4 separate regions of the Sus scrofa genome follow, and regions 2, 3 and 4 are each linked to region 1. The links are chromatin contacts, called in public HiChIP or PLAC-seq and promoter capture Hi-C maps. All regions are on one chromosome and are shown on one strand. The core of a region is the stretch at or near the end of the contact, and the rest is flanking DNA. Distances in the headings are between cores, read along the strand shown.

Region 1 (3,267 bases), core at 430-2,929:
GGATCCTGCATTGCTGTGGCCGTGGCGTAGGTCCACAGCTACAGCTCCGATTAGACCCCTAGCCTGGGAATCTCCATATGCCATGGGTGCGGCCCTAGAAAGATAAATAATATATATATGTATATATATTATTTTTCATAGTGGTCTATCCCAGGAGATTGAATATAGTTGCCTGTGCTATACAATAAGACCTTGTTTATCCATTCTTTTTTTTTTTTTTTTTTTTGTCTTTTAGGGCTGCATCCGCAGCATATGGAGGTTCTCAGGCTAGGGATCCAATCAGAATTGAAGCGGGGGGCCTACACCACAGCCTCAGCAATGCAAGATCTGATCCGCAGTTCACAGTAATGCCAGATGGATCCTTAACCCACTGAGCGAGTCTAGGGATGGAACCTGCATCCTCATGGATACTAGTCAGATTCGTTTCTTCTGAGCCAAGACGGAAACGCCTTGTTTATCCATTCTAAATGCCATGGTTTGCATCTACTAATTCCAAACTCCTAGTCCATTCCCCCCACCCCCCGCCCCGTGGCAACCACAAGTCTGTTTTCTGTGAGTCTCTGTTTTGTAGATAGATTCATTTGCACTATATTTTATTTATTTATTTTGCTTTTTTTATGGTCTCTACCTGTGGCATGTGGAGATTCCCAGGCTCCGGTGGAATCTGAGCTGCAGCTGCCACCAGTCTACATCACAGCTACAGCAACACCAGATCTGAGCGCGGACTGGGACCTACACCACAGCTCTCGGCAACACTGTATCCCTAACCCACTGAGTGAGGCCAGGGATCTAACCAGCGTCCCCATGGATACTGAGCCACAATGGGGATCTCCCATTTGTGCCATATTTTAGATTCCACATATGAGTGATATTATAAGGTTTTTGTCTTTCTGACTTAGTACGATAATCTCTAGTTGCACTTCCTTAGGTTTTTGCATTGGGAACTCCAGAGCAAGAGGAAAGAACTATGAGAGGTTCTAGCAACCAGGTTTAAGACTTTCACAGCTATTCATTCGCTCCTTATTTCTCAAGTGCTTACTATGTGCAAAGCTCCATGGCTGCCGGCATACAGTATGAGCCAAACAAAAGACTGGTTCCTGTCATAAGGAGCATGCCTTTTTACTTATTTATTTTTAAAGAGGAGCTGGTCTTAATGCCTGCCTTCGCAAGCTGCAAACGTTAACTCATGCGATTTTCACAACTGAACAACGGATATATCACGTACACTATACGGAGAAGGAAACTGAGGCACTAAGAGATCAAGGACCATAGGGGTGCAAAAACATCAGCTAGTATCTTTGGTGGTTTATTCTGACCTCCAGGGTCTCCCAATAATTAAGAGAGTGAATACAGGGCTGCTTTTGTCTGAAATCCGCCCTCATTATTCCCTCTTGCTTCACCTTCCACACCCGCCCCGCGCCAATAAAACACCCAAAGAACCCAACGCGACTGCGAGAAACGGGCCACTCTAGCAAAATTCCCTCAACCCGCCTGCGCAACCCAGCTGACTTCCGGCTTCCGCCATCCACGTGACCAGACACCCTTGCCACGCATGCCTAATAGGAAGTCGGACTATACCACTTTGCCATGCCGAAGGGGTATATTTTCTATGTTTTTAAGTTTAAAACCGATTTCTGATATTAGGCTTCGAGTATCCCGGATCTTTACAGAAGATATAAGTACGTTTATGGTGGCAGAAGATGAAAAGACTGGAGGGGAATACGGGCGAAAGCGGAGCCAGGGATGAGCTCTCCCCTGCACAGATAATGGGAGGAGCCTGGCGAGAGCAAGTTCTTTCCTTTCGCCGCTGCGGCAGCAGCCATGAGGTAAGGGCTCCAGGGTCTCCGATTTTGGTTGATTCCGGCTGCCAGGGCACTCGACGGCTCGATACCTCAGCCCCTGGTGGGAGAGTTGAGGTGGAGACGGCCCTGAAGCGGCCGGCCTTGGAGCTTAGGGTAGGCCGGAGCACACTAGCTCTTGGCCTGGAGAGGATGGGGGTGGGAGAGCGTCCTGGGCACTCTTACGCAGGAGGAAGGGCGAGCCCTGCGCCCCACACGTGTCCGAGGCTACTCCTGCGGGCAGAAGAGAGGCGGTGGCGGGAACCGGGCTATGGCTTCCTTACTCGCTGGGTCAATCTGTGGCTCCGAGCCCATGTCTGCTTGCATGTGACGTAGGACGGGGCCTCGCGTAGGTCTCGAGCCTCCGACTGTCCGGGATGAAGCAATCCCTGGTTCTTTGATGCCTTTTATTCGGTGGAGCCATCATAAGAAAATCCTTAAGGCTAGTATATTACTGTGATAAGATGAGAAAAACGAGCCCAGGAATCAGAAGACTGACTAGCGAATCGGCTCCGCTGGCCTCAGATTCTTCGCGTTAAATAAATTCATTTTCACTGGTGCATGTCAGAGTATTAGCTCCCTCTATAAATTTCAATTTCATCCGTTCATCTTATTTTCCAGAGGAGAAAACTGAGGCGCAAATACGTCAAGATATAGCTTGGGCTTTGTCTACATTATGGGATGGGTAGTTGCCAAGGCATTAACAAAAATCTGGATACAGGGGAGATTTTTAATTTGGAGGTGCCATTGTGGGTGGCAAAAGCCTGGGGCGGGAGAGACATGTTTGTCCTTAGTACTAAATGCACATACATCCATATCCTGTGGTATATTTCACATTAGAAGGCTTTGGAGGGCAGGTCTTGCTGGGGATGCTCCTTGCCCAGGAATGGTTTCCAGGGCCTGATAGTGTTTTCTGTTTGTTACAGTATGCTCAGGCTTCAGAAGAGGCTTGCCTCCAGTGTCCTCCGCTGTGGCAAAAAGAAAGTCTGGTTGGACCCCAATGAGACTAATGAAATCGCCAACGCCAACTCCCGTGAGTTCTTGGGTTCTGCGACCTTTCTTTGCCCTATCACCTGCTCAACCCTTGAGGGATGAAAGGTGGCACAATTGTGTTAACTTGAATGTGCAGATTTAGGAGAGCTCATAAGTCGGACATTGGGGGGTGGGCATCCTTAGGAAATGGAAGGAATCAAAGAAATAGGAAATGCCAGGGGTTCTTCTCTTCCTGCCATTTGCCAGAATGAGAGAATGGAGGTTAATGGAACTACCCAGTGTTATATTAGTAAATACGGTTAGAATGGATGTTCTGTTGTATAGCTATATGAAGGGTTTGTGAAGAAGCAAACTGGAGTACTGGGGGTTAGGGATGAATTGGGAAGGCCTGGGCCTCAGAACAGAGGCATGTTTGTACATAATTACTCAAAGTAGT
Region 2 (3,267 bases), core at 502-3,001, 200 kb after region 1:
ACCTACTGGCTGGTGTTCCCCTCTTTGCATATACAAATCCTATGTACTCTTCCTGGGCCAACTCAAATGTCCCATTTTTTTTTCTTGTTTAGCCACCTCATCAAATAGAGTTCCCAGACCAAGGATCAGATCCCTGCCACAGTTGCAACCTATCATAAGAAGCAGTGCTAGATCAGTATGCCAGGCAGGGGATTGAACCTGTGTCCTGATGCTGCACAGACACCACCAATCTGGTTGCACCCCAGAGGTAACTCCTAAATGTCCTACTTCTTTGTTGGGGGGGAATCTTTTTAGAGCTACACCCATGGCATATGGAAGTTCCCAGGCTAGGGGTCCAATTGGAGCTGTAGCCGCTGGCCCATGCCACAGCCACAGCATCGCCAGATCCGAGCCGGGTCTGCGACCTACCCAGCTCGTGGCAATGCTGGATTCTTAACCCACTGAGCGAGGCCAGGGATAGAACCCCTAACCTCATCGTTCCTAGTTGGATTGTTTCCGCTGTGCCATGATGGGAACTCCCTAAATGTCCTACTTTTATAATGCTTTCTTTTATCACTCCTAATCTCCTTTTGAAACTTCACACTGCTGTTTATCATTCTTATATTCTTCGAACATTTATCACATTATTATTATTATTATTTTGCATTCCAGTAGCATGTGGAAGTTTTTGGGCTAGAGATTGAACCCTTGCTATAGCAGCGATCTGAGTCACTGCAGTGACAATGCCAGGTCCTAAAGCCACTGCACCACAAGGGAACATATCACCTAATATCTTCTTGTGTATGAGTACATTGTCCATATTCTACTTGAGGACCCTCAGTGGCACTGTTACACAGAGAAGGAACTTTGTCTTACAGATACATGTTTACTGAAGTAAACAATGAGAAAGCCTGGACAAGTCACTTAGCTTCCCTGTGCCTTAGTCTTCTCACTATCACAACCCTATTTCAGAGGAAAGTTGTGAAGATGGAATGAGTTAATATGTGCTAAGGAGTTTTGAAAAATAAAAAGGAAGGGAAGTGTAAGATTTTTGTCTCGTTCATGAATATTATGCTTTGCTTGTTTGTAATTATAATCCTCTGTGAAAATAAAAGGCTAAATGATTCCTAAAGAGTCATAAGATGATCTCAAGAGGTGATGAGCATTCAAGTCTTTAAGCAGTTGAAAGGGTTAGTGCCACACAATGAAAGAGCTTGTAGTATAGTGTCGGACAAGAATTTGAATCTCTTTTTTTGGCCCTTGATGGACCAACTTTGTCACCTTGAGTGAGTTATTTAGCTCTTCTGAGACTGGGTTTCCTTATCGGTAAAATAGGGATAAGGAAATCGTGTTTTGCAGGGTAGTATGAGAAATAGAGAATTAGAGATAATGCACGTAGTAGTATATACAAGTGGGAAGAATTGTTAACACTTAGGGACTTGGGTTGAAATGTCCTCACATTTGTCCTTTGTTCTGTTGACATTATTTTCATCCTGGTACTTGAGAGTTGTTACAAAGCATGCAAAAATTAGTTTGCGCTGGCGCCTGAGAACACGTTTTTGTTCAATGAGTTATTAATAAAGTTTTGAATTTAAAAGATCATCCTAGACCCAATAAAGCTTTGCTCGAATGGGAAGCCGGGATCTTATCGCGAGAATCTGGCGGAACGCGTTTCTGGCCGGGGACCTGCTCTCGCGTTGTTTGAGCAAGCAGCCGCGAGAGGTGAACGAGAAGCACGAAGTACCGCGAGAGTTGGGCATATTCTCGCGATACTTCTCGGGATTACCCCCCTCCCCCCGCTCCTCCAAGTGCCGTTTCGGTTTAACCTAGTGTGTGACTGTGAGTCTGTGTGAGGGAGCGAGTGAGTGTGTGAGGTATTGAGGTGAGGCGGAAGCTAGAAACGGGGCTCCCTCAAGAGCGAGGGACAAAGGGGGTGTGAGGCGCCTAGGTCGCGGGACCCCAGCGACAGGAAGCCGCCCCGAGCCGGGCTACCGGGTAGGGGAAGGGCCCGCGCAGTCCTCACAGGGCCCCAGAGCCCGAGTCGGCCCCACAGCCCCGGGCCGCCGGCTTCCTACTTCCTCGACCTCCTTCCTGGGCGCCTAGGCCTGAGGATTGGCTCGGCTGGAGTTGGAGGGGAAACAGACTCGAGCGGCAGTCCGTTGTCTCACAACTCCACTGCTGAGGAACTCTCATTTCTTCTCTGGCTCCTTCACCCCCTACCTCATGTAGGAGGGTGCTGAGGAGTCGGGAGGGAGGAGGAGCCTGGGCTACCGTCCCTTCCCTCCCCACCCCCTTGTAGGGGTGATTTTGTAGGCGTGGGGCTGGGGTTGGGGGGGAGGGTGGGGGTTACTTTTTGGAGTGCTGGGGAACTTTTTCCCCTTTTTGAGGCCTGGGGAAAGGGAATGCCCAATCCAGAGAGACATGGGGGCAAGAAGGACGGGAGCGGAGGAGCTTCTGGAACTTTGCAGCCGTCATCGGGAGGTGGCAGCTCCAACAGCAGAGAGCGTCACCGCTTGGTGTCGAAGCACAAGCGGCATAAGTCCAAGCACTCCAAAGACATGGGGTTGGTGACCCCCGAAGCAGCACCTTTGGGTACAATTATCAAACCTTTGGTGGAGTATGATGACATTAGCTCAGATTCTGATACCTTCTCTGACGACATGGCCTTCAAACTGGACAGGAGGGAGAATGATGAACGTCGCGGGACTGATCGGAGTGACCGACTGCACAAACACCGTCACCATCAGCACAGACGTTCCCGGGACTTACTAAAAACTAAACAGACAGAGAAAGAAAAAAACCTGGAAACCTTTAGCAAGTCGGGATCGATGAAGGACCGGGTATCAGGAACTTCGAAGCGTTCAAATGAGGAGAATGATGACCATGGGAAGGCGCAGATCTCCAAAAGCAGCAGCAACAAGGAATCCAGGTCATCCAAACTCCATAAGGAGAAGACCCGGAAAGAACGTGAGTTGAAGTCTGGGCACAAAGACCGGAGTAAAAGTCATCGGAAAAGGGAAACACCCAAAAGTTACAAAACAGTGGACAGCCCCAAACGGAGGTCCAGGAGTCCCCACCGGAAATGGTTGGATAGCCCCAAGCAAGATGATAGCCCGTCAGGAGCTTCTTATGGCCAAGATTATGACCTTAGTCCCCCAAGATCTCACACTTCTAGCAATTATGACTCCTACAAGAAGAGTCCGGGAAGTACCTCAAGAAGGCAGTCCGTCAGCCCACCTTACAAGGAGCCTTCGGCCTACCAATCCAGCACCCGGTCACCCAGTCCCT
Region 3 (3,267 bases), core at 389-2,888, 160 kb after region 1:
CCGGGGCCGGGCGCTGCGGCGTGTGGAGGGCAAAGACTGGGGGCCCGGGGCAGGCCCGGGAGTTCCGGCACCGGGAGGAGGCAGAGGAACGGCGGGCAAGAGCCGTCGGCGGGGAGGGGAGACCTCTTGAATCCCGCAGGGCCTCCTCCGCCTCCCGCGGCGGTGGCGACGACTGCTTGTCGCTAGCTCTTCTCTCTCCTCCGCCTCAACTTCAACCCAAAACAAAAACACTCCCCACCTGCCAGCAACGCCGCTCCTCATTGGGCAGAACCGCCCGGGCCTCGGAACGGTGTGGGGAGGGGGAGGAGGAGGAGCGCGCGGCGGCGGCGGCGGCAGCAGCGCAGGACCACCCCTCCCCCACCCCGGGGCGCAGCCCGCGACCATCCGCCCGGGAGCGCGGCGGCGGCGGCGTGAGCCCGCCCTCGCCTCCAAGGCCGCCAAGCCCACCGCAAGAAGAAGAGGCAGGGAAGTGTCTATATGTCTGTGTGTGTATTTGTGTATGGGAGGGGCTGTGGGGCGGGAGCGAGTGTGCGCGTGCTCGCAGACCAGTGAGAGAGAGGAAAGCAGGACAACTGCACACAGCGCCCAAGCCCCCCTTCTCCCATCCGCGGGCAAACAGCACGCACCAACCCACCAAGCACTTGAGCTGTCTCGTCCTCCCCCGCCCCCTCAGTCTTGTCGCTTTCCCGGTAGCTTGCGCTGGCACACATGTCCTTCCCAGACACCCAACTCCCTTCCCCTATCACTCACTGTAGCCTTGAACCCAAAGTGCAGCAGGCGGTCCCTGCTTGGAGCCATTTTTCTCCTCTCTGGCCGTCTCTAGATTGGGGCTGTTCTGATGCCGCCGCCGCCGCCGCTGCCGCCGCCGCCACCGCCTTCCCCGCCCCCGTGGATTGCATTACCGGGTGTTGCAGGGAGGCCTAGGGGGCCGCCGCGGGGAGTGGATCTCCTTGTGCATGGTTTAGAAGGACAGGGGGTAATTGCGCTGCCCTCTGCTCTGGGGATATGCGGCGAGGCCGCACCTCGTGCCTTGGGGTCAAGGGGTGCAGTGCTGGAGCTGGGCGACCATTCCTTTAGCTGGGGGAGGGGCACGCTTTGGTGAAGGTGGGGGCGGGTGAGGCAGAAAGGCCTCGGCTTCTCCCGCCCCTCTGCTTTCCGACCGCTGCTGGCACCCAATGGGCTCTAGGGCCTGCCTGCCCTCCAATCAGGGCTCTGGTTGGTGAGATCCTGATCCTGACGCCACTTTGGCGGGAGAAACAAGCGTGTCTGAACGAGTAGGCGGGGGCGCTTGCCCAGTAGTAACATTCATTCTGACTCAGGCTCCTTCTATAGAAGCTGGATGTGTCATGATAATATGTACTTTAGTAACACCAGCCCTCAAACCTTGAAGTCTCAAAATTTATGATCTGACTTCCATGAATTAAGAAATGAGTTTACACTTAGAGCGACAAACTACGGAATTATATCCCAAATATGAAACATTGGAAACTATATCATCAATTCTAGCAGTGCTGGCTGGACTTACAATTGCATTTCAAAGCAGATATGAGTTTATTTTCATACCCCTGTTACTTTGTACTTTCAGTAACTGGCTTGTCTGATTAAGAGATGTGGTTCTGCAGGGGAAACAAATCTGACTGTGGGTTTGATCCTTGGCCTCGCTCAGTGGGTTAAGGATCCTGCATTGCCATGAGCTGTGGTGTAGGTCGCAAATGAGGCTGGAATAAGACGTTGCTGTGGCTGTGGTGTAGGCCAGCAGCTGTAGCTCCGATTGGACCCCTAACCTAGGAACCTACATATGCCTCGGGTTTGGCCCTAAAAAGCCAAAAAAAAAAAAAAAAAAAAAAAAAAAAAAGTTCTGTAAGAGCAAATTGTGCTGGAGATCTTTTAAAATAGGCATATTTGGAGTTTGCGTCATGGCTCAATGGTTAACGATCTGACTGGGAACGATGAGGTTGCGGGTTCGATCCCTGGCCTCGAAGGATCCGGTGTTGCCGTGAGCTGTGGTGTAGGTTGCAGACGTGGCATGGATCTGGCATTGCTGTGGCTGTGGTGAAAGCCGGTGGCTGCAGCTCTGATTAATTAGACCCCTAGCCTGGGAACCTCCATATGCTACGGGCGAGGCCCTAAAAAGTCCAAAAAAAAAAAAAAAAAAAAAGGCGTATTGTAGCTGGAAGGCTTATTACCCAACTCTGAAAGCACTTTTTTTTTCCCTAGAAAAGAACCCAGGAACCCAGCTTCAGTAACTCATTCTCAGGCCCACAAACCCAGATCTAGATGTTATAGCCTCCTCCTGTCCCAGATACTTTTAATGTGATTGCTTTACTGCAGCCATATAAAAACAGCCTTTTGTTGCATCTAACAGAACTTTTCTCCCAGCAAGAACTATTGATACAATTGGTGACTAAGGCCTGTAAAAGATAGTAAAACTGGCTTGAGCAGGTAAATCAAATGAAGAAAACTTTCACAGTTCTGTTCCCCTAATTATCCTTTCCAGTTACACATTTCAAGGAAGGTTTTTCCTTTGTTATTTTAAAATACTTTTGATTGGACTTTTAAAAAGCTGAATAAACAATTATCCAAAAGTTAGAAATTTATTACACATAGGCATGTTGCTTTTTATCAAAGAAATTTATTTGCATGTAAATAAACAGGTTTCTGTAATGTTTCGGGAAAAAAAATCCCACAGATTTTGTCTACTTTCAAAAAAATGAAAAACCCCAAAGTATTTACAGAACGGCCATACACACAGAAAATCAAATTTAAAAGATTACTTTTTTTTTAGAAAAGCCCCTCCCAACTGCTCCTGATGTACATTTTTAAAACTCAAAATTTAAAGCTCAGCTTTTACAGCTGAGCATGTTTCCCAACCTAGCTTCTGAGATGTTAAATACTTCCTACCCCTCAAAAAACTAACTCAAGGGTAGAAATAAGGGAGGGAAGGGGATTTTTAAAAAGGTAAACAAATATGAGATTACCTAGGGATTGTGAATAATGAGTTTCCTATACTGGCGTCTGCTTTAAGTGACTCAACTGGATACTGTGACTCACTGGCTCCCTGGAAAGATTCTTTTGAGAATTCACAAGAGTGCTGCACTAAATTTTCAGACCCAGGCCTTAAGGTAAATCTTTCTAAGAGTCACCAATCTTAAGTTTGGCAGTTATATCCTGCTTAACCCCTCCCCCACCTCTACAATACTTGTTTTAAGACACTGATTTTGAACCTGGAATCTTCATGTACATCAGAGCAGGTTTTGACCAAGGACC
Region 4 (3,267 bases), core at 229-2,728, 150 kb before region 1:
TTAAAGTTACATACCAATTTTTATCAATTTAAAATCCGTTATAGATTTGAAAATGTGGCCAAGAAATTTAGTGCTTAGTAAAACGCATACTGTGAGCCTTCTTTAAAAAAACCCATACCTTATATAGTGCTTTGCTTCAGCATCATTCAATGAGCATTTAAATTAGTAGATATTTCTAAATAATCATTAAAATGATACAAGTAGCATGTGCATTGTCAAAAATTTTACAAAATACAGCAAAATAAAAAGAAGAAAATTAAATTCATTTGGTTTTTGACACTTAACATTAAGCACTTTGGTTTATATCATTCCAGAATTTTACACACACACACACACACATATATATATAATTTTTTTCACAAAAAAAGAGGGACTATCATCCTTTTTTATAATCTGCATTTCAATTGTAATTGTAATTAAACCTGGAATTTCCTTCCATACCAATAGATACACTTCTACAAGTATATATATATTTTAAAGACTGCATGGGATTCGACCAAATGGAAGAATAATTTAATCCATAACATTGTTTTCAACTTTTCACAGTAGGTATTTTAAATCATTTTCATTATAGTAAAATATACATCTGGCCTAGGATTTATTCTTTTTCTCTGAGGACCTGCTAAGCTGGGAATGGGTGGAGCTTGTGGGATCTTCAGACCCTCACTGATAACCTAATACCCGCGGACTCCAGTGTGTTAAGCACACTCTGCCTATATTTTTAAACCTCTGAGAGGATTAAAACACAATGACCCAAATTCTTTAAAAGCTTTAGTCTCCTCTTACAATTTCTTATTTTCCTCACTTAGACCTAAACGGTTTGGGGGAGATAGCAGGCTTTTCTGAAAATCCTAAAGATGTAATTCCAAATTACTTCTGGTTGCCTCTCAGTCCTCTAGAGAATGAGACTAACGGACCAAAATAATCCTAGTAAGATGATGTTTCAATGCCCTGTTCCATCCCGCTCATTTTGCCCACGTGTGAAAGGCTTTGAAGGCTCTCTTGGATGAACTTCTTTCCCCGTTTTCAGAGAAAACCGTCCAACAGCAATTCACTAGGATTTCTATTTTATTTTAACCTAAGACAATCTTTTAAGAGATCCACCTCCATCTGCCCGAGAATTCGCCCAAAGATCTCCAGAGAGGTAAACTGGGGGTAGGGGGTCGGGGGCATAAAAGAGAAACTGGCCGATATACTACTCAAACCACACTGCGGTGCATTTTTGACCTCCTTCAGTCCACGAAAAGGTGAAGCTGTCTCCAGAAACTATTGGGGGAAAATAAATCTCTTTTTACCACAGATTTGGACAATTTCCCGGCTAAAGGATCACAGGAAAATGCGACTTAGTCGTTTTGCCCCTCCATCCTCAAAACTTCTTAATGTTTTAGAAAATTTTTCCTCAAAAAAAGATTTTGCCGCCAGGAAGAGGGAGGGTCCGCCTCAGGTCGGTTCCGGAGCTGCGTTCCTGCCTCCCAGGCGCCCCCTTGGCCTCGAGAATATTTTAGAATCCTCCCAGGAGCCCCAGCGGGAAGGAGGCCCCGCCCCCTCATGAATAGGAAGAACGCCGGCTCCCAGAGTGCCCTCCTTCCTCTTGAATATTTCAGAGCCCTCCCCAGGAGCTCGGGAAGGAGACTCCGCCCCCTCATGAATAGTAAAAGTCCTGGCACTCACAGACCCCTTCCACGCTATGAATAATTAACGAGGATGTAGTCTTTGGAGGCCGAACTTAGGCCAAAACCACCTTTACTTCAAACCGATGACCGGAAGGGGTGGGGCAGTTACGGACGTGGAGGGGACGGTGCGAAACGAAGCGTCCCAACCTGGCGCACCACACATCTGCTCCAAGCCACTTCCTTTCCCTTTATCTTAGTTTTTTAACTCCTCCCATCCCTACAAGGTAAGGTACAAGAGGACTCAATGAAAACTTCTGTTGGGAAGAACCTGCAAACATTCCTTTTTTTAACCTATTTTGGTACCTAGAAGCAAAGATGCCTCCGGCATGTCAAGATGGAGTCCAAGGAAGTTCCTGTTGTGGTGCAGCGGAAAAGAATCCCCCTAGGATCCATGAGGACGCTGGAGCCATGAGGATGCTGGTTCCATCCCTGGTCTCGCTCAGTGGGTTAGGGATCTGGAGTTGCTGTGAAAGCCCTGGTGTGGGTTGCAGATGCGGCTTGGATCCCACACTGCTGTGACGTAGGCCTGCAGCTGTAGCTCTGGTTTGGCCCCTACCTTGGGAACTTCTATATGCTGATGGTGGTGCCATCCTAAAAAGCAAAAAAGATGGAGTCCAAAGCAAATCTTCCTAGCTTGGCCCTCCCTTGAAGATTAAGTCCTTCTTCATTTATTCATTCAGTAGCTGGTTACTGAAAGTTGCTCTGGGCTAGTCACGGGGAAGGCCCTAAACATACAACTGAGAACAAGATATATGTTTCCTGGCTTCATGGAGCTTATTAGTCTAAGTCTAAGCTTATTACTCTTATAAGTCTTATTAGTCTTAAGATAGAATAAACAGGGAGTTCCCAATGTGGCTCAGTGGGTTAAGAACCCAACTATTACCCATAAGGATGCAGGTTTGATCCCTGGGATGCTTAGTGGGTTAAGGATCCAGCATTGCTGTGTAGGTCACAGACATGGCTGGAGTCTGGCATTGCTGTGACCATGGCACAGGCAGGCAGCTGCTATTCCTATTCCACCCCTAGCCTGGGAACTTCCATGTGTTGCAGGTGTGTCCCTAAATAAACAAACAAAAAAGTTTAATTTTGCAGATTTTAAGTGCCTTTTGTGGACCTTCACCAATTCAATCTGGAATACAGGGTTTTGGGTGAAGGAGAAAAGGATAGCTTTATCGATTTGCCAGGCCAAGGGGGCACGCAGTGGGCTAATGCCTCCAAAAACTGTTTATCCTGCTCTGGAGGATTTGGTGAAAAGTTTTATAGCAATGGTTCAAGAGCGGGGTTGTTGATAAGAATCAGAGTGTGTGCAGAGTCTGCATTCCTTTAATCTGGCCTCAGGTGGTCTCTTCCTGAGCTTCTGTGATTCTTTTAATCTGGCCTCAGATAGTCTCCTGATAAGTTTCTATGGTTCTGAGGTTATCAAACTTTGACCTTCTTTATGGAATGAAGAATGTTTCATCAAGTAGTTAACATCTTCCATTTGGTGGGGGTTTAGTTCTACAGAAGAGCTCGGCGATATAAGACCCTGCCCCAAGGCTGGGTTATTGCTTCTGGACTGCTCCTTCCTTGTCTCTGCATCCCCTTCCTTCCCTGA

The links. Promoter capture Hi-C pulls out the DNA fragments that hold promoters and counts their contacts. HiChIP or PLAC-seq counts read pairs in DNA pulled down with a chosen protein or histone mark.
Region 2: a contact with region 1 is called in an H3K27ac HiChIP or PLAC-seq map of alveolar macrophages. The contact joins the promoter of CDK12 here to the promoter of RPL19 in region 1. A contact is called at or near these places in 1 of 5 promoter capture datasets (fetal liver), 2 of 47 Hi-C or Micro-C datasets (embryonic fibroblasts and heart right ventricle) and 1 of 2 datasets of contacts at active chromatin or transcription factors (alveolar macrophages).
Region 3: an H3K27ac HiChIP or PLAC-seq map of alveolar macrophages shows a contact between it and region 1. The contact joins the promoter of FBXL20 here to the promoter of RPL19 in region 1. A contact is called at or near these places in 1 of 5 promoter capture datasets (fetal liver), 2 of 47 Hi-C or Micro-C datasets (embryonic fibroblasts and skeletal muscle) and 1 of 2 datasets of contacts at active chromatin or transcription factors (alveolar macrophages).
Region 4: a contact with region 1 is called in a promoter capture Hi-C map of liver, with 2.4 times the contacts expected there. The contact joins the promoter of FBXO47 here to the promoter of RPL19 in region 1. A contact is called at or near these places in 1 of 5 promoter capture datasets (liver) and 1 of 2 datasets of contacts at active chromatin or transcription factors (alveolar macrophages).

What each region holds. Positions count from the first base shown.
Region 1 is chr12:23,032,749-23,036,015 of Sscrofa11.1, reverse strand. RPL19 (60S ribosomal protein L19) reads left to right here and starts at 1,679. Exons shown (of 6, transcript XM_003131509.5): 1 at 1,679-1,826; 2 at 2,765-2,871. The coding sequence starts at 1,822.
Region 2 is chr12:22,829,879-22,833,145 of Sscrofa11.1, reverse strand. CDK12 (cyclin-dependent kinase 12) reads left to right here and starts at 1,751. Exons shown (of 18, transcript XR_002337130.1): 1 at 1,751-3,267. MED1 (mediator of RNA polymerase II transcription subunit 1) reads right to left here and starts at 2,741. Exons shown (of 20, transcript XM_021067050.1): 1 at 2,627-2,741.
Region 3 is chr12:22,871,766-22,875,032 of Sscrofa11.1, reverse strand. FBXL20 (F-box/LRR-repeat protein 20) reads right to left here and starts at 1,638. Exons shown (of 17, transcript XM_013979813.2): 1 at 751-1,638. MED1 (mediator of RNA polymerase II transcription subunit 1) reads right to left here. Exons shown (of 20, transcript XM_021067050.1): 20 at 2,613-3,267.
Region 4 is chr12:23,179,949-23,183,215 of Sscrofa11.1, reverse strand. It overlaps FBXO47 (F-box only protein 47), which reads right to left and starts at 1,478. Exons shown (of 11, transcript XM_021067059.1): 1 at 1,296-1,478.